7 separate regions of the Mus musculus genome follow, and all the other regions are linked to region 1. The links are chromatin contacts, called in public HiChIP or PLAC-seq and promoter capture Hi-C maps. All regions are on one chromosome and are shown on one strand. The core of a region is the stretch at or near the end of the contact, and the rest is flanking DNA. Distances in the headings are between cores, read along the strand shown. Region 1 holds the start of Rbbp6 (retinoblastoma binding protein 6, ubiquitin ligase). Region 2 holds the start of Cog7 (component of oligomeric golgi complex 7). Region 3 holds the start of Gga2 (golgi associated, gamma adaptin ear containing, ARF binding protein 2). Region 4 has its middle 14 kb from the start of Ndufab1. Region 5 holds the start of Chp2 (calcineurin-like EF hand protein 2). Region 6 overlaps Prkcb (protein kinase C, beta). Region 7 overlaps Prkcb (protein kinase C, beta).

Region 1 (2,753 bases), core at 154-2,653:
TTAAAATGAAGAGCTCAAATTTTATAACCAGTGGCTTACTTACATTCACACATGGTAGCATTCTTTTTAGAAAAACACACACACATATATTTTGGTGGTGTCGGATGAAGAGCCCAGGGCCTTGCACTTTGAAACTTTTCTGAACTGCTTAACAGTTAAGTGTGGTCTAACACCTGCATTCCCCACACTTGGGAAGCTCAAAAGGGGTTGTTGGGGTTGGAGGCCAGTCTGGGCTACAGAATATAACTTTTGAGTAAATATCACTAATTCTGGAATTACACCTCAGAGTGTTCACCTCAGAACATTTTTTTAAATACAAAACCAATTCCAGCACTAACTAAATCCTCAAAAATACCTTTTCTACAAGCAACCCCGTATAAATAAATAAAAGGCCAGTGGACAATTGCTATCAGCTTCAAAACGCTGCTAGATTAGCCAACAAGTTATATCTACTGCTGCTTTAACCAATAGGAAACCTTACACAGGCTTTCCTCTCCTGATGGAAAAACAAGTTAGGGAAAGGCCACAAGGCAAACACCCAACAGACTCAGGTAGCAACCCTTTTCTCTTTTCAACCCAATCCCACTGTTTAAAAAACTTTAATTAAGGAGGAGGTGGGGCCCCATTTTGAAAACCAGCCTGCTAGGTAAGACAGATCCCAGCATTCAGAAGGCCAGTTAAACTCCAAGGTCGGGTGCTGCAATCCTTGGCTATCAATGAAACTCTGTGTATGACAACGGGTAAGAATGGAGTTCAAGCCTGAAACAAGAAACTTAAAATACCAACCTTGACGCCCCCCCCTCCCCCCAATAAATATCTGCGGCCCGTGTGCCTCTTACCTTCTTTCGTCTGTGCGTTGGTGATCTGCAGATCGCTATCGGCAGCTTTCAGCTTTTCTCTCCCCATAATCTGCTTCTTTAAATCGCAGAGGGAGATATGGAGCCCATCAAAAGTGACGGTGTCGTAGTTGAGTTTAGAGGAAAATTTATAGTGCACACAGGACATTGTGGCAAAAGATTCCTAAGGTTCAGCGAGGAGACGTGGACACTCTCAATATATGTATATTTATAAACTTAAGAGCAAAATATGTACACACACAAAACACTCAAAAGACAACGAAGGACCCTAAGGCCTCAGATTAAATACCCCCCCAACCACAAGCGGGGGTCCGTGAGAACAATAATCCGGAACCCCCCGTACTCAGAATCGCTTCATGAGGGAGGAGCAAGACAGGAAAGGGGGCAATCGAGGATCCGCCAACCGGCACAATGTCACCCGGCTGGGTCCCACTCGCTCATGCTAAGGGCCGGCAGGAGACGGGGGCAGGCGGTGCAGTCAGTAGCGGTCAGTCCACACGTTAGAGTCCGAATGACCCCGCGGGGTCAGGGGTCCATAGCGGCCGCACCTCCCGGCTAGTCTCTCTCCGTGGATGGGGGTGACCCAGGCCCCGGGAGAAGGTTGCGGGGAGAGGGCCTAGGCCCGGAGTCCACGAGCGGCCTCTCGCCTCCTCCCGGCTTCCGGACGACCGGCGTCGGCGTCCCCAGGCCCAGGCCCCCACCGCACACACACCCTGGCGCCTGCTCCCCGGAGGCCACGAGCGGCCCGCGGCCTAGGCCGAGATCGCGCGGTCGGCGGAGGAGAGGCCTTCCAGCGGCCGCCCGGTTCGGCTCCGCCTCCCCCCCGCCGCCGCCTGACACAAAGCCGGTGCGGGGCCCAGCTAGGCCGCGAGGCCCTTCCTCACCACCCCGGGCCCCGGAAGGCGGCTTCGTTGGCCCCGGGGACACCACCGAGGCTGCCCGACTCTTCCTCTTGCTGCTCCTCGCGCTGCTCCCGCTCCTGTCGCCTCTGAGCCCACGACCGCGTCGGGAAGCCCGGAAACGGTCGGGCGGCGGCGAGGGCGTCGCTGGATTCCCTCTTTATTATTATTATTTTTTTTTTGTTCTGCCCCCCCAACCCCGGGCGCTCTCCGGCCCGCACCCTGCGCCGACGACACCTCCGCGCCAGGCACTATGGCGGACGCGGCCTGGCTTCGGGCGAGCGCCCCCACTCCGGGGTCTCTTAAGCAGGGACTGCACGGGCGGCGCACGCGAGGCGGGGCTTGGGCGTGCGCCGATAGGCGGGCCGGGGGCGGGGCCGTCTGCGTCACAAAGCGCACCGGCCCGCCCACGTGACCCGGCGCTTTGTGACTTGCGGCGTGGAACCTGAGGCTACGCGGAGAACAGGAGAAACTACGTGGGTCCGCAGAGAGGGGGAGGCGGACCGTCCCACCGGGCGGGTCTGGAAGGGGCGCTTAAGCGGCGGAGGCCCCAAAGTGCGGAGGGGGTGAACCGCGAATTCCACCCACGCACGAGTCTCATCACTGTGATGGCTGCTCACCAACTCCTCTCCTAACAGACTGTATACCCTGAGCTCTTCCAAAGCTGCTGGTGAGAATGGACCATCATCACCACCAGCAGCATCTTAAGAGCTGTGTCCGACTCTTACCTTGTACTAGGCACCGCGTTGACCGCTGATGTTTGCAAATTCTGGAGCCCAGTCTCCTAGGTCGGAAGTAACTCCGTTCTCCCAAAGACGCTGTCAGAGAATAAAGAATTAAATCCATGAGTATATTTCAATATTTAAGACCATGCCTGGCATATCTGTGCCTCAATACAGGGGGCCTAATAAATGTCAAATAAACAACAGCAAAAAAATATCTCCAATTTATAAGATAGAAACCTAAAGCCAACAGCCGTGCATTTTTCGAGTTTTCA
Region 2 (2,753 bases), core at 142-2,641, 990 kb after region 1:
GTTCCCTTCTGCATATCTTCCCTCTTTCCCACCTCCACCTTCCATTCTTTTTCCTCCCGTGTCTTTCCTCTGCTCTCATGTTAGATATTCTTTTAGGTGTTTATACAATCTGGATCCAGAACTGAGAGAAAACGTGAACTTCGTCTTCTGGCTTCTTTTGCTTATTACCTTTAGCTGTATCCATTCCCCACAACACCATGTCCTCCTTTTGGGTACTGTACATATTTTTAAGTGCACATATACTCTTCTCCATGACAGACAAATATTAAGGCCATAGCAAGTCTCTGTACATTTAGAACAGAGTCATAATATGTGTTCCTGATACACGGAATTAAATTAGAAACCAACGCTAGAACATGCAGTGGTGGCTTAAGCCAGAAATCCCAGCATGTGGGAGGTTCGATCTTTGAGGCATGGGTTTGAGTTCTAGGATAGAAGAACGGAACCCGTCTTTAAAAACAACAAACAAACAACAACATCCTCACAACAACAACAACATCCTCTACTTTGCTATACTAGACAAGAGCAAAAAAAAAAAAAAAAATCGGAGAAAGAAAGGAAGAAGGAAGAAAGGTAGAAAGAAAGAAAAAACCTAACTAGTAAAGAAAATGATGGAAAATGAGTGGAAGAATTGGAGGAAAAGTAATTTTTGAAGATTATTGAAGATTACTGAAATTAGACCAGAGTTAGGGGAGACCATTATCAAATCTATAGAAATCTATGAGGAGAGATGGTCCAGCGGTTAATAGTACTGGCAGCTCTTCCAGAGGACCTGCGTTCCACTCCCAGCATTGATAACCACATGTAACATCCCACTTCCAGGAGATCTTTCATTCTCATCTGGCCTCTGCCCGCACCAGACAGGCAAGTGGGTCACACACATACAGAGGCAAAACACTCCATATAAAATAAAATAAAATTAAAAAAAAAACCAAACTGCTGCCGGGCGTGGTGGCGCACACCTTTAATCCCAGCACTCGGGAGGCAGAGGCAGGCGAATTTCTGAGTTCGAGGCCAGCCTAGTCTACAACGTGAGTTCCAGGACAGCCAGGGCTACACAGAGAAACCCTGTCTCAAAGCAAAACCAAACCAAACCAAAAAACCAAAAAACCAAAAAACCCAAACTGCTGTATGCATTTAGTGAGGACGGAAAACTAGCAACATTACTCCTACATACAGAGTTTATATTTCTCAGCTGCTCCCTTCTCAGACGTCAATCTTCTAGTCTTGAGGAAACACGCGTTTACTTAGTTTACTGCTCGACAAATAAGAGCAGAAAACGAACTGTCGTACCTGTCCGGACTGCGCGAAGCTCGCTGCTCTAACAGGAACAGTTGCTATGGTAATAGGCACCGACTTCCGGAAGAAGTACGGCGCGCGACGAGGGACATTCGGCCTCGGCGCGAGTGCGCTGACGGGGCGGCAAGTAAAGCTTGGTGGGTTTCGACGGGTGTCCCGAAGGCGGTGTCGCTCGGCGCCAACCCGGAGACCGCGCGCCATGGACTTCTCCAAGTTCCTGGCTGACGACTTCGACGTGAAGGACTGGATTAATGCGGCCTTCAGAGCCGGCCCCAAAGACGGGGCGGCGGGGAAGGCGGACGGTCACGCAGCCACCCTGGTAATGAAGCTGCAGCTGTTCATCCAGGAGGTGAACCACGCCGTGGAGGGTGAGCCACGCAGACGCCCACCCGCCCGCCCCGGCACCCGACTGCAGGACCGGGCCCAGGGGCCAAGCCTCTCCTTTGGTGGGAAAGCGAGCCCTGCAGTAGTCTGAGTTAGGTCTAGGCTTTGGTGTTCACGTCCGACGATGCCATAACATTTCCTTTAAAAACTAAAAACTAAAAACAAAAAAAAAACCCCAATAATAATAATAATAACAATCTGGGAGTGGTGGCGACCGCCGTTAATTTCCGCACTGGGGAGGTGGTGCTGGACGGTCAGGAATTCAAAGCCAGCTTCAGTTGCAAAGTGAGTTCGAGGCCGGCCTAGGCTATAGGATCGCTCTCGCCGGCTCTCGCACGCTCTTTTACTCTTCCTTCTCCTTCCCCCTTCTTATTTACAGTCTCACTCTGTCGCCTAGGTTCGCCTCAAACTCGCCTTCTGCCCCAGCTTCCCTAATTCTGGCATTACAGATATGTGCCCCCCCCCCCCAAAAAAAGCTCTTTGGGTTTGGAGTAATTGCTCAGTGGTTACTACTCTTGTAGAGAACCTAAACTTAATTCTCAGCACCCACATCAGTTGGCACACAACTACCTGTAACTCCAGTTCCATGGGATTCAGTGGCCTCCTTGGGCATAAACACTCACATGCACATACTGACACACAGACAAACATGGGTGAATGTAATTAAAAAATAAATCTTGAAAGAAGGCCTTTTGGAGGTGGTGGGGTAGATAGACTCTCATGTAACCCATACTGGCCTTGAATTTGCTCTATGATGGAGGGTGACCTTGAACTCTTGATCTTCATGCCTTTGATTCTGAAATTCTGGGATTATAGACATGTTCTGTCATGCCTGGCATAAAGAGTCACTTTTGAGAGCATTTAATAGTTAACTGGTCCTAGTATTTAGCAGTATATGAGAATGACACAAATCCATTAATATATCTTTGTAAGCTAAGGAAGATGGGCCATCCTGAATGAAGACTTTAACTGTGTGTGTGTGAGAGAGAGAGAGAGCGAGAGAGAGGAAGAAAGAGAGAATGAGAGAGAGAAGACGAGAGAGAGGGGGGGGAGAGAGAGAGAGAGAGAAT
Region 3 (2,753 bases), core at 172-2,671, 950 kb after region 1:
TGATATGCCTAAAGTCCTAGAGTTACCCCTGACTGTCCCCACTATTTATGTGTCCATTCAACAGATACTTACTGGTATGCCAAGCCCCATTTGGTATGCTGGTGGTCCAGGTCTATGCAAATTAAAATCCTTCTGTGTGTGTGTGTGTGTGTGTATGTACTGGGGTGTGACATTGAGGGTGGGGAATGATAGGGACAGTGTGGAAGGATCTGGTGCTTCAGAGGGACCTCGTGCGCAGTCTTGACTGCCTTCCAGGCTAAGGCCTCCTTCAGTCTTAGCAGAGTTGTTAGTAGTAGATCATTGACAGCAATGGCAAAATTATGCTGGCCTCTAGACATGCATATTAATCCTGTCCACTGGACAGACCTCTTTCTCCACTGGCTGGAGCCAGTCTTATGCCCATTTGCATGTTTGTCTCAACAGTCCTTTATTTTTACATAGATTTTTCTCTTTGGCTTTTCTTGTGGACATATTAATACAACATCTACTTGATTCCTTCATTTAAGTTCAAGAGTTAAATAAAGGAAAATATTTCATGTTAGGCTGGCATGGTAGCTCACACCTGTAGTTCCAGCTTTTGGGAGGTTGAGGCAAAAGGATTTTACTACAGGTTTTTAGGATCTTAGCTTTTATCATTCAAAGGCCATCTTGGACTAATGAGTATGAGAAACCCTTTCTCAAAAGCAAAAACAAAAACCATAACAACAAAGCTGTACTGGTAGTACATTCTTGTAATCAAGTTTGTACCACAGTGGCAGGATGACCAAGAATTCTGGGTCCTCCTCAGCTATGCAGTGATCAAAGCCAGCTGGTTACATGAGACCTTAACTCAAAACAGTTAGAAAAAGGTATGTTTATATATAATTAATGTGTTCACTTTTTAGGGTATGAGAATCACGACCTGTTTTTTATTTCTTTTTTTTGGGGGGGGATGGGTGTTCGAGACAGGGTTTCTCTGTGTAGCCTTGACTGTCCTGGAACTCATTTTGTAGACCAGGCTGGCCTCAAACTCAGAGATCCGCCTGCCTCTGACCTGTTTTTTTGAGAAAAGTATCTTTTCATAAAAATAACTGTTTTATGAATTATGATGCAATGTGTCATCAAAAAAAAGTGTGTCAGAAACCCGAATGGAAGATACATACTCGGAGAAGACCCTAATAAAAATGCTGAAAGAATGATTCTTTATCTGAAATTCAGATTTAGCCAGGCGTCCAGTATCTTTTCTGGGAACCCTGCTTCTGAAGAAGAGGGGACAATCAATACCTAACTAGCTTGGCTTTTGACCTTTCAAGTGGTCTTGCACAAAAAAAAAAAAAAAAAAAAAAAAAAAAGACCTCGTGAGTTGGAGGTGGCCGGGAGGAGGTGCGTGGGGGCGGGACAGGGCCCAGAAATGGGCGTGTCCAATAGGGCCCGCCCCGTCACGTGCCTCTCAGTGTCTGCCGCGTCGGCAGCTGGAGCGAAGGCTAGGCGGCGGCGGTGGCTGCAGCTTTTGGGCAGGAGTGACTGCGGCCGCAGCGCTGGGCTGGGCAGATGGCAGCGACGGCAGTGGCAGCGGGGACCGGATCCCCGGCAGGGACCGAGTCGGCGGAGGGCGGCCCTGGGGCAGCGGCGGCGCTGGAGCTGTGGCTCAGTGAGTAGCATCGCGCCACACGTGATCCTGCTTCCCGCCGCCCTGGTTGTCCTCCGCGGCGGGAGGGGGCCTCTAGACTCACCCAGGGGATTCTGGGGACCTCAGACCACGCCATGGCTCAGTGGCCGGGCGGCACCACTTAACAGCTGGAGCGCGAATGCTTAGCGATCTCTTGTGCCAAGCACTGTGCAGAAAGCGTTTCAGCCATTGTTAGTCTGGTCGCAGGACCGAGAGTACCTGGGTTTACTAACCCGTGCGGGCGATGCAGCTTTTTTGCAGATCATTGAGTCTAAGAGCTTAAGTGGCTGCTACCTTTAAGAGCAAAACCAGCTTTTATGCCTCGGTGCATATTTACTCTGGCCAGACTTAATTGTTCCTTGTCTTAGCTTAACGGTGATCTCTGGGGGTGCGGTTCTAAAGGTTCTCTCTTTATCTGAGGAATTGAGGTTCAGAGAGAATAAAGAATCCACCCCTTGGGTGGGCTCCACTACGTGCTGGGTGCACTGAGATGGTAACACTGGGACATTGCTCACAAAGACATGTTCATTGGCTACTGGCTACCAGAACAGCACCTTCTCAACAGAAGCTGGAGGAGGGGCGCTTGTTGAACGTAGTTAGGGGCTGTTTTGTTTACCTGGGGCTTGTCATAGCTGGTATACAGTGTGTGGACAATGGAGGAGGCCATATTCCAGACAGGAAACTGCAAAAACTCAGGATGAGAATGTACAACATTCTGGGAGCGAGTAGGCCTGTTGGCCAGGAGTGCAAAGCTTAAAGCTCAGAGAATCCAGAAAAGAGACCTCAGACTAATTTGCTAATGAAGTAAGACGCGTGAGCGCCGCAGAAGGGACTGCATTATTTAAACATTTTTATTACATGTTGTGTATTTGGGGTGGGGCGTGCTGCTCCTGGCTCGTGGAGAACAGAGAACAACTGGGGAAGGGGTCAGGGTGTCGTTTCTCTCCTTAGGCTCTTCTGTGGGTTCCAGGGCTCGAACTCAGGCCACAAGGCTTGGTCACAGGCACCTTTATCTTCTGAGTCATTGCAGGCCTATAGCTTTCTATTTCAACATGTAGGAGAAGCTGTTGGAGACAGCTTCGCTTCTACTGAAAGCACCACATGC
Region 4 (2,753 bases), core at 164-2,663, 880 kb after region 1:
TATTATTATAAATAAGTACAATGTAGCTGTCTTCAGACGCACCAGAAGAGGGTGTCTGATCTCATTATGGGTGGTTGTGAGCCACCATGTGGTTGCTGGGATTTGAACTCAGGACCTTTGGAAGAGCAGTCAGTGCTCTTACACACTGAACCATCTTACCAGCCCGAAGAAAGACACATTTCTTTTTGTTTGTTTTGCTTTGTTTTTCAAGACAGGGTTTCTTTCTCTGTGTAGCCCTGGCTGTCCTCGAACTCTGTGTAGACCAGGCTGGCCTGGAACTCAGAAATCTGCCTGCCTCTGCCTCCCAAGTGCTGGGATTAAAGGCATGCGCCACCACTGCCCAGCTACCACCCTCCTTTTAAATTAGTTTGAGATTACAATATACTCCTTTTCCCTTCCTTCAAACCTTCCCATATACCTCTCCCCACTCCTTCAAAATCATGGCCACTTCTTGGTTGTTATATGTGTATCTCTATATACACATACATTCCTAAGTATAACTTGTTCAGTCCATACAGTATGACTTGTATGTACTCTTTTAGGGCTGGCAGTCTGGCACTGAACAGTCAGTCACTTGGAATGCTCTTTTCTGGAGAAGACACCTGCTGCTCCCAGCTTTCCTCAAGTGCCTACAGTTCTGCATGTAGGGTTAAGGCCTCAGGAGTTTTTTCTCTTCACTTTGCCCTGTCCTTTGGTGTCATCTTTGTTCAGCTCATATTTGGGCTGCCATCTTAGTGAGACTGGGTAAACATTTAGGAAAAGATCATGTAAAGCAGCCATCACAGAGCACTAAGGAGTCTGTCTTTACAGATGTCTTTATTCCATGAAGAGCTGGAGTATTTACTACACACTGACAACCAAGAGTGAAAAACACAGGATGGATGTGGCTGCTGACTGGAACTTACTCCAGGTTATTTTGGGAATATTCCCCAAAGTTGTAAATGGCTACTTTAAATCCCAGGGTAGCTGAAGAATTGGCGCAAAAATGCATGTGGATCGTTTCTGCTGAAGATCACTAAGTAGTGCCTGCCATCAGGCCTTGACCTTGTCTCTCCTCTCCCACACATCTGGCCTAGTCACATCACTCTGGATGCGTCTCCAGCTCACTGGCTTACACATTTAGGGTCTTTTTTGCTGAAATGCTAAACACCTCTCTGCTCTAAGAATTCACAGGGATGGTTTCAATAAGGATTTTGAGCTCTGATAGGCAGCAAACTGACCACATAGAGCAGTCCACACTACAAATCAGAGAACAGAATACATAGAGTTGATGTGTAAGTTCTGTGTGCATGTTCACGTGTCAAAGACAGGGGTTGATGCTAAGTGCCTGCTTGCATTGTTCTCCACTTTACATACTGAGGCAGAGTTCACTGCTTGCTGTTTCAGCTAATCTAGCTGGCAAGCTTGTTTGGGTAATTTCCTCTTTTTTTGTGCCCTGGGTGACTCTCATGAGCCCTTGTGGCTGGAGATAGAGCTCTGTGATTGAACATTTGCTCAGAATGCATGAGGCCCTAGGTTCTATGCCCAGCACTGAAAAGACCTGGAAATAGCTCTGTCTCCAGCCCTTGTCTCCCAGTCCCTCTAACTCAGCTTCTTCATAGTCTCCTCACTATATATATATCCTTCACACAGTCCTAACCGCGCCCCGCAGGAGGGCCAGGGGAACCTTTCGAGTTTCTGTGACAGTACCTACAGTAATGCGAGCTAAAGCTGTTCTGAACGTCACCCACCAGGTGTTCTTGCTACAGTCCTGTAAGCAAGATGACAGTGAGAGAGTACAGAAGTGAAACCCACACTGCTGTTCCGGGAAAGGCAGCATGACTGTTGGAAATCAAAGACCAGAGAGACGGTACCTCGTAACCATGGAGCTGGAAAGCTCTAGGAAGTAGACATTTGGGGTGACTAAGCTGCCCGTATGTGAAAGACAAAGTGAAATTTCTTAGGTACAGCAGTTAGAATAACTAAGCTGCCTAGATATAGTTAGGAGTGAAGTACGTCAACAGTTGACTTTGAAATCACCCTGGGGGAAAAAAACCAAACCAAAACCACTAACTGATGACTAGTTAGGGTGAGTCTCTGAATTCACAGTACCATTCTTTCAACTGTCAAATCTGTCAAAAGGTGAGAGGAAGCTTCAATACACATTTGAAAAGGACGATACTAAGGACTTGTAATTGGATGTCTGCCAGAGCGCCAAAGTGTGCATCACTATATATAATCTCAAGCACCTTGAGTCCCAAGATCATCAAACTCTGAGTGGGGTTGGTTGAACAGAAACAAATATGCAGAATAAGAAAAGCTGCTATTTTAAGCAAAAATAAAATGCATGCCTATAACCCCAGTGTTAGGAGATTGAGGTGAAAGGATTGGAAGTTCAAGATTACCCTTGGCTACGCATTTAGTTCAAGGCTAGCCTGGAGGCTACAGTGCAGCTTGTCTCAAAACAATGAAGTAGAAATAAGTAGCATGCTCCTACTTTTATAAAACATGCCAAAATGAGGAAGGAAAAAAAAGAAAGGTACCAAAGTGTGAATTAGTAATGGTCACTACCAAGACACATCAGAGATAGATGGTTAACATGTACGTTTTAAAATATGTTGTTAGTAATTCAGGAATGGAAGTATTGTAAAGGATATGAAAACTGACATACTCCAGCCAAGGCTGGGGAACAGGTGCCTGGAAGGCTTTTGTAAACTCTATAGAAGCCACATAGGAAAGGCAGGACACAGTTGGAGCAGGAGTGACTGCAAATG
Region 5 (2,753 bases), core at 134-2,633, 750 kb after region 1:
CAAAGCCTGCGAAATACAGTCTCTGACTTCTAGAGGGACAGGGATGGAGAAGGTCAATGGTCACCCAAGCTGCCACCATCTGAAGCCTCACCTCCCACCCACGTCCATTTCCCCTCCGGTCAGCCAGTAGAGACTTCACCCGTTGGGGAAGAAGCTGTCTATAATGCGGTCACCCAGTGGATTCACAGCCAGTGCTCCGATCTGCTGGAGGTCTAGGCGGCTGTGAAGACAAAGCAAGGAAGGCAAAAAAGGAGGCAGATGGAGGTGTCAGTGAGGGGATGGGGCCAGAAAAAACAGAGGCAAAAGATCTTAAGATCTGTTCTGCTCACCTTAGGAAGCCCTTTTCATCCCTGTCCAGGGCTTGGAACCGGTGGTAGAGGCGGAGCAGGCTGGCTTGCGAGACTGCGGAGAGGAGGTGGGGATGAGTCCGCAGAGGACTCACAGGTCTTTATTGCCAGGCCCCTTGTGACTTGGGGTGCGCTGTAGAAACCCCGGCCAGGGGGCGTGGGCGAGGAACAAGAGGGCTTATTCTCATCTTTAACGCCCCCCCCCCCCAACATAAAAGGGTCTTCTATCTCTCCACCCTCAGCGCAGCTTCAACCACAAGGAAGAAGCTCACGGGCGAGGATAAAGGGAGAGAGTTACCCTTTGCAAGACCAGGTGTGTGGAGTCGACTCTGCTGGAGAAAGCTTGGCTCCAGAAAACACTAGGTTGGAGAACCCAGGAAGTTCCCAGAGCCCAGGATATAGCTCCCCCTGCATCTGTCCTCAGCTCAGCCTTCAGCCTCCAGCCGAGCTCAAAGACACCTGAGTGAATCTGGTCCATCAACCCGGACTGCCTCAAACTTGGCTCTCAGGTACCTTGCGAACCCGGACACTGGGTCTCGGTTTCCCAGCTCCAGAGGCGCAAATTCCCAGACTCAGATTCCAAACCCTCTAAGTCTCTGCGATCTGGAATACTCAAGCTACATTCTAGTGACACACACACACACACACACACACACACACACAAAACACTACACTACACTAAACCTCCTCCTGTGCCCGCCCACGAACTACTGGGCTGCGCTGACCACCACCACTACCAGCACCCATACTCACAGCCTGTCTCTCTGCGAATGTGCTCCACGTCTGGAATGAGCGCGATATGAGAGCTTCGTGAGCCCATGGCAGAGCCACAGGAGGAGACGAGCAGCCAGGGGAACCAGGAGTCCTCTGCTTCCTCTCTCCTCCCGTCCAAAAGGCGCGGCTGCCCAGTGGCCCCAGAGCCGAAGGTCACGGTCCTGGAGAGCAGCCAGAATCTAGGCGTTTTTCGCCTGCCACCTACAACTCTGGGAGAACAGAAAACAATGCCCGGAGTAGCAGGTCAGAGGGGAAGGCTGAAAACAACTGGTCGTTTCAGCCTGGAGATTGAGGTCGCCAGAGGCTGGGCAGCGATGCCAGGGCCCCGCCTTCCTCACGCCTGTGTGAGCCAGTTTTCTCCCAACACTCCCTAGACACAAACCCACCTCCTCCACAGGACCTCCCAGATCCGCTCAGCCAGTGCTGCTCACTCAGTTTAAATCCTACTGGGCAGGATGAAGATTTTCTTCTGGGGAGCAGAAGAGGGGGCAGGGGGCAGGGAGCAGGGACGGCTCCCTGGGCAGGAGGGATGGGGATGGGGAAGTCCGGGCTCCACTAAGTGGTACAGCATAGACGGGAATCCCAATTACGCTCTCCTTATTCTACATAAGGCCACGATGTTTTGTCTATGTGGGATTATCCTGTGGCTGAACTAATTCTTAAGATTCACGAAGCCTCCGGACACCAGCACTGAGGAGGTTGACGCAGGAAATTAGCCATGAGTGGGTGGCTACTCTGAGCTACATGTGTCCTAAGCCAACCTAGGCTTCCTTGTTTCTCAAAACAAACAAATGTGTTAAGATTTATCCAAAATCCAGACTCATGGATTCTCTGAGAAATCAGAAATTCTGGGGCTAACTTTGCGACTGAGTGGGATGGCATCACCTGCCATACAAGCCCAAGGCCCTGGGTTTGACACATTGCAGTGGGCTGGGGAAATTCCTAGACATTTTGATATCTCGAACAAGAGGCTATTTTCCACAGGGTTTGACACATTGCAGTGGGCTGGGGAAATTCCTAGACATTTTGATATCTTGAACGAGAGGCTATTTGCCACAGTGCCCAAACAACCCATGTTCACTCTCCCAATGTGACAACAGGTGTGTAACCTCTTAGGCTTCTCACCAGTTCCCAACACCAACAAGCTGAAGTCTGTGACCTGGCTTAAAATCCTAAACAGTCACCTCACAGTTGGCACATTCACACAGCATTCTATCAGAACATAAGCATCTGAAGAGGATGTGCTGAGACAGAAATGGAGAAGCACGGGCAGGTCATGAAGAACCGATGTCTATCTAGATCATATAGTCCATGTAACACCCAGAACCAGTATGCTAGAACTCAACTCGGAGAATTTGCAATTTTAGGGGCCCTATAAGAGCAAACTGAACACAACCTGAACTGTGGACAGGAATTTAGTGACATTCAATAAAGTATTTTTAGAAGAATCGAGGCCGAATTCCAGATTGATTCTCCTCGATGTTTGTTTTGAACAACAACATCCGTGGTAGGGTACCCTCAGGCGTAGGATGGGGCACTGTGCTGATACCTAGACAGCCCCCTGCTAACATTGTCCCACATGAACACAGGCAGGGGTGCCCTTTAACCCTTCTACCTTGGGTCCGTTTATTA
Region 6 (2,753 bases), core at 117-2,616, 670 kb after region 1:
AGTCTCTAACCTTGGGAAAAGCTGAGCTCATCTTTGAACCTAGAAGTCATTTTGTCCCAGTTCCTTACCTACCCATCAAAATCTCCTCTCCAAGTCAGCCTGAAGCCAGGATCTTCACCACTTTCTTTCCTCCAGTGTCTTGTCCCCCTTGCTCCTCTTCCCGCCTTGCCCACATTTCTCTTCCTCCTCTTCTTCTTCCTCCTCATCCTCATCCTCCTCCTTCTCCCTCTCTCTCTCTCTCTCTCTCTCTCTCTCTCTCTCTCTCTCTCCCCCTTCCCTCTTCCTCCCTCCCTTCCTCCTCTTCCTCAAACCACAAACACCAACTTAGGCCCTGTGTCAGCCTCCCTGAAACCCTGAGAAATGAGCTGCGCCCTCTCCTTTGCCCCTGCCCTCCCAGCTACCTGTAGACCCTGGCTTATGAGTCTGCCCACCATTGTGCTTGAGGGCAGAAGCACGCATTGTGTCTTACTTCCCCTATACTACACCAGGTGGGTGAACATGCCAGATAGACCACCCTGTGCCACCAGCCCCTGTTATTATGGGTGGGAATGGGGAAAGAGCTCAGACTTCCCACATCAGATCCCACACCCTGCTGTGCCTCCTACCACACCTTGGCCAAAGACTGCTGCCAGCGAACCTGTGTGTCTAGGAACATGGCTGGCTTGGTTGGTCACTCTGTTCACATATAGAGATGCCCCAATTTATGGAGGTTCAAGTTATGGAGGGCGTTGCTCTACTTTATGTTGGTACGAAAGCAATAGAGAATTCTCTAAAGCCCCATTTTGAATTCTGAACTGTGATCCTTGTCCATAATATGTAGCTTCATACGACGCTGCGGTAACACTCAACACAGTGTGCTGGTTGCTAAGCTGTGCTGTTCCATTGGTTAATGGCATTGACTTTCAACTTCAAAGTATTTACAATTCACAGTGGGGTTGTTGAGATGTAACCTATTCATAAGTCAAATAAACATCTGTCCTTCCAAGCTCTGAGGTCTGGGCAGGCCACTTAACACCTCTCGACCCCAGCTGCCTTGCAGAATTTCTAATGGACTCACCTCCTAATGTGCTACGGGCCTCCAGCGAGATGTATGAAGCACCCAGTTCAGCTCAGCTCTGTGGGGGAAGTACTAGGTCCTACTAAAGCACCTACTGTGTGCAATCCCTTTCCTTCCAAATGACTCAGAAACTTACATAGTACTTAAGATACCCTCCTGGCAGAAAACTTAAGCCTGAAGAACTCAGCTGACTGTAGCCATAGGAATATTGAGAAACTTGAAAACAGCCTTCTAAGCTCCTTACATACACTAAGACTGAAATCTACTGAGGCTCAAGCTTCCTCAGCAGCGGGAGACTGAATAGGAAGCATTGTTCCCTCCAGATGCCTTCCACTTCCTCTCAAGTGTTGCCTGTTTCCCTCACGATGGCTGCTGCTGTCTGCCCGTGCCATCCTTTCCCATCCTGGGCCATCTTGTGCCTTCACTTTGGTGTCTGGAAACTCAAACTCTGATTCAAAGAGCCTTGGATTCAGTCTGAGCTCTGCAGTTCTTTAAGAAATGCTTATCTTCTCTGAGCCAGTTCTCTCACATGTGAATGGGGAAGGTGAACACTCAAAGGGATAAAATTTGTGAAATGATCAGCTCATTGAAAGGATTCAAACATTAGGAGCTTCAACACCATTGTCATCATTGTCATCACCACCACCATCAACACCATCATCACCATCATCATCACCATCAACACCATCATCACCATCAATACTGTCAACACCATCATCATCACCCTCAACACCATCATCATCACCATCAACACCATCAACACCATCATTACCATCAATACTGTCAACACCATCATCATCATCACCATCAACAGTCATCAACACCACCGTCACCATCATTAAGACCATCATCAGCATCATGACCATAGTCACTATCACCATCACTCATTGTCACCGCAGTTCCAGAGCACTACCTTCCCTTTAAACAATCCTGAAACTCGGTCTGTGTTTGGATTGTAACTGTGTATATGCTTGGAAAATCTCTCAAGTCTTTATGGTTCCATTTTTCCCAGCATGTTCCAAGAACAGTAGCAGCGGCTGCTGCATGGGGCTGATGCACTGATTAAATAAGTTAATATATGTAAAGTACTTAGAACAGTGCCAGGCACATAGTGAGCACTCAGTAAATGTCAGCCTGAGTCAGCTGCAGTAAGAATCTTACTTGAGGATGTCCAGGAAATGGAAAATTCCTTTGACTCATCTGTCCAACAAATTAGGCCCTTCTAGGGACTGCAGAATCAATCTCTCTCTCTCTCTCTCTCTCTCTCTCTCTCTCTCTCTCTCTCTCTCTCTCCCTCTCCCTCTCTCTCTCCCCCTCTCTCTCTCCCTCTCTCCCTCTCTCTTCCTCCATCCCTCCCTCCCTCTCTCCCCCCTCTCCATTTTCTCTTTCTCCTCCCTCCCTCTCCCTATCCTCTCTCTCTCTTTCTCTCTTCCTCTCTCTACCCCTCCCTCTGTCCCTCCCTTCTTCTCTCCTCTCCCCCCTCCATTCTCTCTTTCTGCTCTCTCCCTCCCTCCACTCTTTTTCATCACCACCTCCCTAACCCCGATTTCATTTTTTTTCTTGGACTTGACTTTTTGTCCCATCTGCAGCATTCTGGCCCCCTGTGGTCCTTGGGCCCCAAATCAGAGAAAGCCAGAAGGGAAAGAGAATGAGGCCAGCTGTCATTGGGGCTGCCACCTACCCAGGGACCACAGAG
Region 7 (2,753 bases), core at 125-2,624, 640 kb after region 1:
TCCAGTCCACAGAGATTGTTTTAATAATCACAGCTGGATGTGGTGGTACACATGTGAACTTATAATACTTAGAAGACCATAACAGGAAGACCTCAAATTCAAGGTCACCCCAGGCTATATAGTATGACTGTGTCTCAAAAATCACCATCATAAACACAATGACCCCTGACAAAGCCTGACACCACCTTCAGGTTTGCTCAACATAGGGAAATGGGGTAGAGTCCCTTGGAAGATGCCCAGGAGGGACCCTGTCTCTTGTTTACATATTTTATTATTTCTAAAAATAATATTTATTAACATGCTCAGCAGGAAAGGAACTGGAGAACAGGGAACACATAATTCTATAAAGCATGCTCTGTTATTATTCCTCAACATCTTATTTACAGCTGAGGCAAGGAAAGGGTTATAAACTTAACTAAGACTACATACACCAGTGAGAGGTAGAGCTGGGGTTCACACCAAGGCAGGATTCATCTATACTCCTCATCATTATACTGTATTAAATGTGGTGGGGAAGAGGAAGGAAGGAAGGAAGGAAGGAAGGAAGGAAGGAAGGAAGGAAGGAAGGAAGGAAGGAAGGAAGGGTATATGGCCAGCCATCTTGCTCTTTTGGTAGAAGGGCTCACACTCTTACAGAGATCACATTCACCCCACCAGCCTTTGAGAGTCTCCAGAGCCCCTGGTACAGAAAAGCTGTCACAAGGTTCTGAGCACAAGGCCAGGGCCCTTCATCAGACATGAAGTATGGTCTCCAGTAAGACCCTCCCAGACACCGAATAATCTCAATTTCTCTCTCGCCAAAGAAGGGGTTCCCTTCTTGAGGTGGCAAAAAGTAACTCCATCTTGACAAAAACAATCAAACCCAAGCCAGCTCAGGGCAGCCCAGACAGGTTGTGGTAGAGAAAAATCAGACTATGGCTGGAAGAAGGCAGCCACGTGGTGGTTATGGCAAAAAACCAATGGTGTCTGAGTCAGAGGCAGCTGGCTTTGAGGGTTTCCTCTTCCTTGGCACTAGCTAATGCTTAAAGTGGGAAATGGTCACAAAGCTATTATCTGACTATCAACAGACTCAGCTTCCTGGATGAAGAGAACACAGAAAGGAAGCAAGGGAAGAGACCCTGAGTGATCAATCCCCGTGCAGCCCATACCCCAGCCTGGCCCTAATCTGGCTCACGGGAGCATGCCCACCAACTCCCCATCTCCCAGAAGACAACTACCTCCCAATTCACAGAGACACTGGAAGAGGGTTCACAGAACTGCCTTCAGCCAAGGCCAGGCTACACACTGCTTCATCAAGTACCCCCATGACCTCACACCTAGAAAAACCCACTCTGACACAGGACCTGTCCCAGAAGGCTAGCTCAACCCAGCAAAAGTATTAATTCATTAATAAGGACACACAACCTTCTTTAGCTATGCTTTGCCATGGTCAGGTTGGGACATGGAAACAGGAAGAGAAACAGCCTAAAGGGAAAAAGAAAAGAGAGTAGAGCAAGCCAGATGACTGTAGTCAAGTGTAGGAGCGAGAGATGTGCTCATGAGAAAGCTGGATCTTGGAATGAGAAGTGGAGCTTTAGACGAACACCCTGGGTCCTGTATGATTGCTGAGATTCGAGTCAAGTCTCAACAGAAAGAAATTCTTTCCCCTGGTGTCATATATCTGTATATTTCTCAGCACGAATTTCCATTAACTGCATATCCAATGCAGCTGTCTTCAGGAACTGTGGGCCAGAGGGGCTGCAGAGGGTACAAAGAAGACCATCTCCCAACTGCATAAGAAATCCAAAATGGGTTAAGTTAGTAGTAATGTTGATAATAATCAGTGAATTACATTCCTAAAGAAATAGGAGTCTGTCCTGCAGTGCCTGGGAGGCTGAGGCAAGACAATGGAGAATCTGAGACTAGGAGGCTACAAAGGAAGGGAGAGAACTCTGGAGGGAGGAACAGAAGAAGAGAAAGAAGAGGAAAATAATGAGAAAAGGTGAAGGAAACTTGGCATCGTTTGGTTACTGCCTGGCACACAGTAGGTCTACTGAAAGAATCACTTGTTGTTTTGTTTTTATTTTTATTATTGGCTCCGTGGAGTCACACTTCACGTGTTCTATATCACGTGATCTTCACAGTAAGTCCTGAAAGGTAGACATTCTCTTTGATTGGCTGCTTAAGTCTAGAGAGATTGAATGACTTATCCAAGGTCATCTATCAAGTGGATTTGAAATTCAAATCCAAGCCTGCCCAACCACGAAGGCCCCTGTACCTAATCCTTACTCCATTACAGACAGTCAGTTATTAATATTTGCTGGAGAAATAAATGGCACCATGGACAGAGGGCTTCTAAGATATCCCACAAGAACAAGAGACAGACAAGTGCCCAGGCTCCTCCAGATACAGCGGCTGCCCAGGAATCCTGCAAGGGAAAACCAAGAGAACTCTAGCTTTCTATACAATGAAGTATTAATGTTCACAAAGGGAAATTTTAAAAGAGCAACAGAGAGGAAGTCAAGGCTGATCTGCTTTAGAAACAAAACATGTAAATCTATGAAAATACTAGCTGAATATTCACATGCCCATGTTGTGGGGAATCCACAGGATTTCCCATGAGATTTGTTTATACAGAAATGACCTGAGTATGGGACATGAATGCTGTGTCTTGAGAATGGCCTAATATCTGAGTCAGATTATGGCTCAAATCCCTTCTGGAACCTTACGTCGGTGACTTACACAGTCTAGATCTCTCTCTTCTCGTCTGCAGC

Evidence for each region. HiChIP or PLAC-seq counts read pairs in DNA pulled down with a chosen protein or histone mark. Capture Hi-C pulls out chosen DNA fragments and counts their contacts.
Region 2: a contact with region 1 is called in a promoter capture Hi-C map of adipose tissue, with 4 times the contacts expected there. The contact joins the promoter of Cog7 here to the promoter of Rbbp6 in region 1. A contact is called at or near these places in 7 of 39 promoter capture datasets (the HPC-7 cell line, cranial neural crest, embryonic stem cells and 3 more), 1 of 484 Hi-C or Micro-C datasets (extraembryonic endoderm stem cells), 3 of 115 datasets of contacts at active chromatin or transcription factors (embryonic stem cells, large pre-B cells and pro-B cells) and 2 of 9 other capture datasets (adipose tissue and liver).
Region 3: a contact with region 1 is called in a promoter capture Hi-C map of adipose tissue, with 3 times the contacts expected there. The contact joins the promoter of Gga2 here to the promoter of Rbbp6 in region 1. A contact is called at or near these places in 18 of 39 promoter capture datasets (the 3T3-L1 cell line, 3T3-L1-derived adipocytes, the C10 cell line and 11 more), 2 of 484 Hi-C or Micro-C datasets (B cells and CD4 T cells), 12 of 115 datasets of contacts at active chromatin or transcription factors (the 230-238 cell line, the SCID.adh cell line, astrocytes and 9 more) and 3 of 9 other capture datasets (adipose tissue, liver and macrophages).
Region 4: a contact with region 1 is called in an H3K4me3 HiChIP or PLAC-seq map of bone marrow-derived macrophages, with 5 times the contacts expected there. The contact joins the enhancer-like site here to the promoter of Rbbp6 in region 1. A contact is called at or near these places in 13 of 39 promoter capture datasets (the 3T3-L1 cell line, the C10 cell line, cranial neural crest and 8 more), 12 of 484 Hi-C or Micro-C datasets (B cells, LSK cells, Th1 cells and 4 more), 20 of 115 datasets of contacts at active chromatin or transcription factors (the SCID.adh cell line, T-cell acute lymphoblastic leukemia, astrocytes and 12 more) and 4 of 9 other capture datasets (adipose tissue, embryonic stem cells, liver and 1 more).
Region 5: a contact with region 1 is called in an H3K4me3 HiChIP or PLAC-seq map of the 230-238 cell line, with 10 times the contacts expected there. The contact joins the promoter of Chp2 here to the promoter of Rbbp6 in region 1. A contact is called at or near these places in 5 of 39 promoter capture datasets (cranial neural crest, hippocampal neurons, liver and 1 more), 1 of 484 Hi-C or Micro-C datasets (bone marrow-derived macrophages), 13 of 115 datasets of contacts at active chromatin or transcription factors (the 230-238 cell line, the SCID.adh cell line, acute myeloid leukemia and 9 more) and 4 of 9 other capture datasets (embryonic stem cells, liver, macrophages and 1 more).
Region 6: a contact with region 1 is called in an H3K4me3 HiChIP or PLAC-seq map of bone marrow-derived macrophages, with 4 times the contacts expected there. The contact joins the enhancer-like site here to the promoter of Rbbp6 in region 1. A contact is called at or near these places in 5 of 39 promoter capture datasets (the 3T3-L1 cell line, the C10 cell line, cranial neural crest and 2 more), 8 of 115 datasets of contacts at active chromatin or transcription factors (acute myeloid leukemia, bone marrow-derived macrophages, effector CD8 T cells and 4 more) and 3 of 9 other capture datasets (adipose tissue, liver and macrophages).
Region 7: an H3K27ac HiChIP or PLAC-seq map of microglia shows a contact between it and region 1, with 6 times the contacts expected there. The contact joins the enhancer-like site here to the promoter of Rbbp6 in region 1. A contact is called at or near these places in 2 of 39 promoter capture datasets (the C10 cell line and hippocampal neurons), 5 of 115 datasets of contacts at active chromatin or transcription factors (the 230-238 cell line, embryonic stem cells, forebrain and 2 more) and 2 of 9 other capture datasets (adipose tissue and macrophages).

The regions. Positions count from the first base shown.
Region 1 is chr7:122,969,214-122,971,966 of GRCm38.p6, reverse strand. Rbbp6 (retinoblastoma binding protein 6, ubiquitin ligase) reads right to left here and starts at 1,403. Exons shown (of 18, transcript NM_011247.2): 1 at 840-1,403. The coding sequence starts at 1,005. 4930413G21Rik (RIKEN cDNA 4930413G21 gene) reads left to right here and starts at 1,508. Exons shown (of 1, transcript NR_045614.1): 1 at 1,508-2,753.
Region 2 is chr7:121,980,331-121,983,083 of GRCm38.p6, reverse strand. Cog7 (component of oligomeric golgi complex 7) reads left to right here and starts at 1,391. Exons shown (of 17, transcript NM_001033318.3): 1 at 1,391-1,667. The coding sequence starts at 1,499.
Region 3 is chr7:122,019,866-122,022,618 of GRCm38.p6, reverse strand. Gga2 (golgi associated, gamma adaptin ear containing, ARF binding protein 2) reads left to right here and starts at 1,421. Exons shown (of 17, transcript NM_028758.2): 1 at 1,421-1,630. The coding sequence starts at 1,531.
Region 4 is chr7:122,086,396-122,089,148 of GRCm38.p6, reverse strand. It overlaps a transcript of Ndufab1 not described here. Among named protein-coding and RNA genes, the nearest start is that of Ndufab1, 14 kb to the left of the region's middle. Within about 2 kb of position 1,413, at least 41 of the 459 cell types and tissues checked have an H3K27ac peak or open chromatin away from gene starts, as enhancers often do. A contact at or near this core is called in B cells, Th1 cells, adipose tissue and 1 more, where this site is marked.
Region 5 is chr7:122,218,126-122,220,878 of GRCm38.p6, reverse strand. It overlaps Chp2 (calcineurin-like EF hand protein 2), which reads right to left and starts at 1,383. Exons shown (of 7, transcript NM_027363.1): 1 at 1,101-1,383; 2 at 330-402; 3 at 140-220; 4 at 1-29. The coding sequence starts at 1,167. All of the region lies in intron 1 of Gm51496 (a long non-coding RNA gene), which reads left to right.
Region 6 is chr7:122,304,159-122,306,911 of GRCm38.p6, reverse strand. The region is part of intron 2 of Prkcb (protein kinase C, beta); the gene reads right to left. Among named protein-coding and RNA genes, the nearest start is that of Gm51497, 9.2 kb to the right of the region's middle. Within about 2 kb of position 1,366, at least 8 of the 459 cell types and tissues checked have an H3K27ac peak or open chromatin away from gene starts, as enhancers often do. A contact at or near this core is called in bone marrow-derived macrophages, where this site is marked.
Region 7 is chr7:122,327,997-122,330,749 of GRCm38.p6, reverse strand. All of the region lies in intron 2 of Prkcb (protein kinase C, beta), which reads right to left. Among named protein-coding and RNA genes, the nearest start is that of Gm51497, 33 kb to the right of the region's middle. Within about 2 kb of position 1,374, at least 29 of the 459 cell types and tissues checked have an H3K27ac peak or open chromatin away from gene starts, as enhancers often do. A contact at or near this core is called in macrophages and microglia, where this site is marked.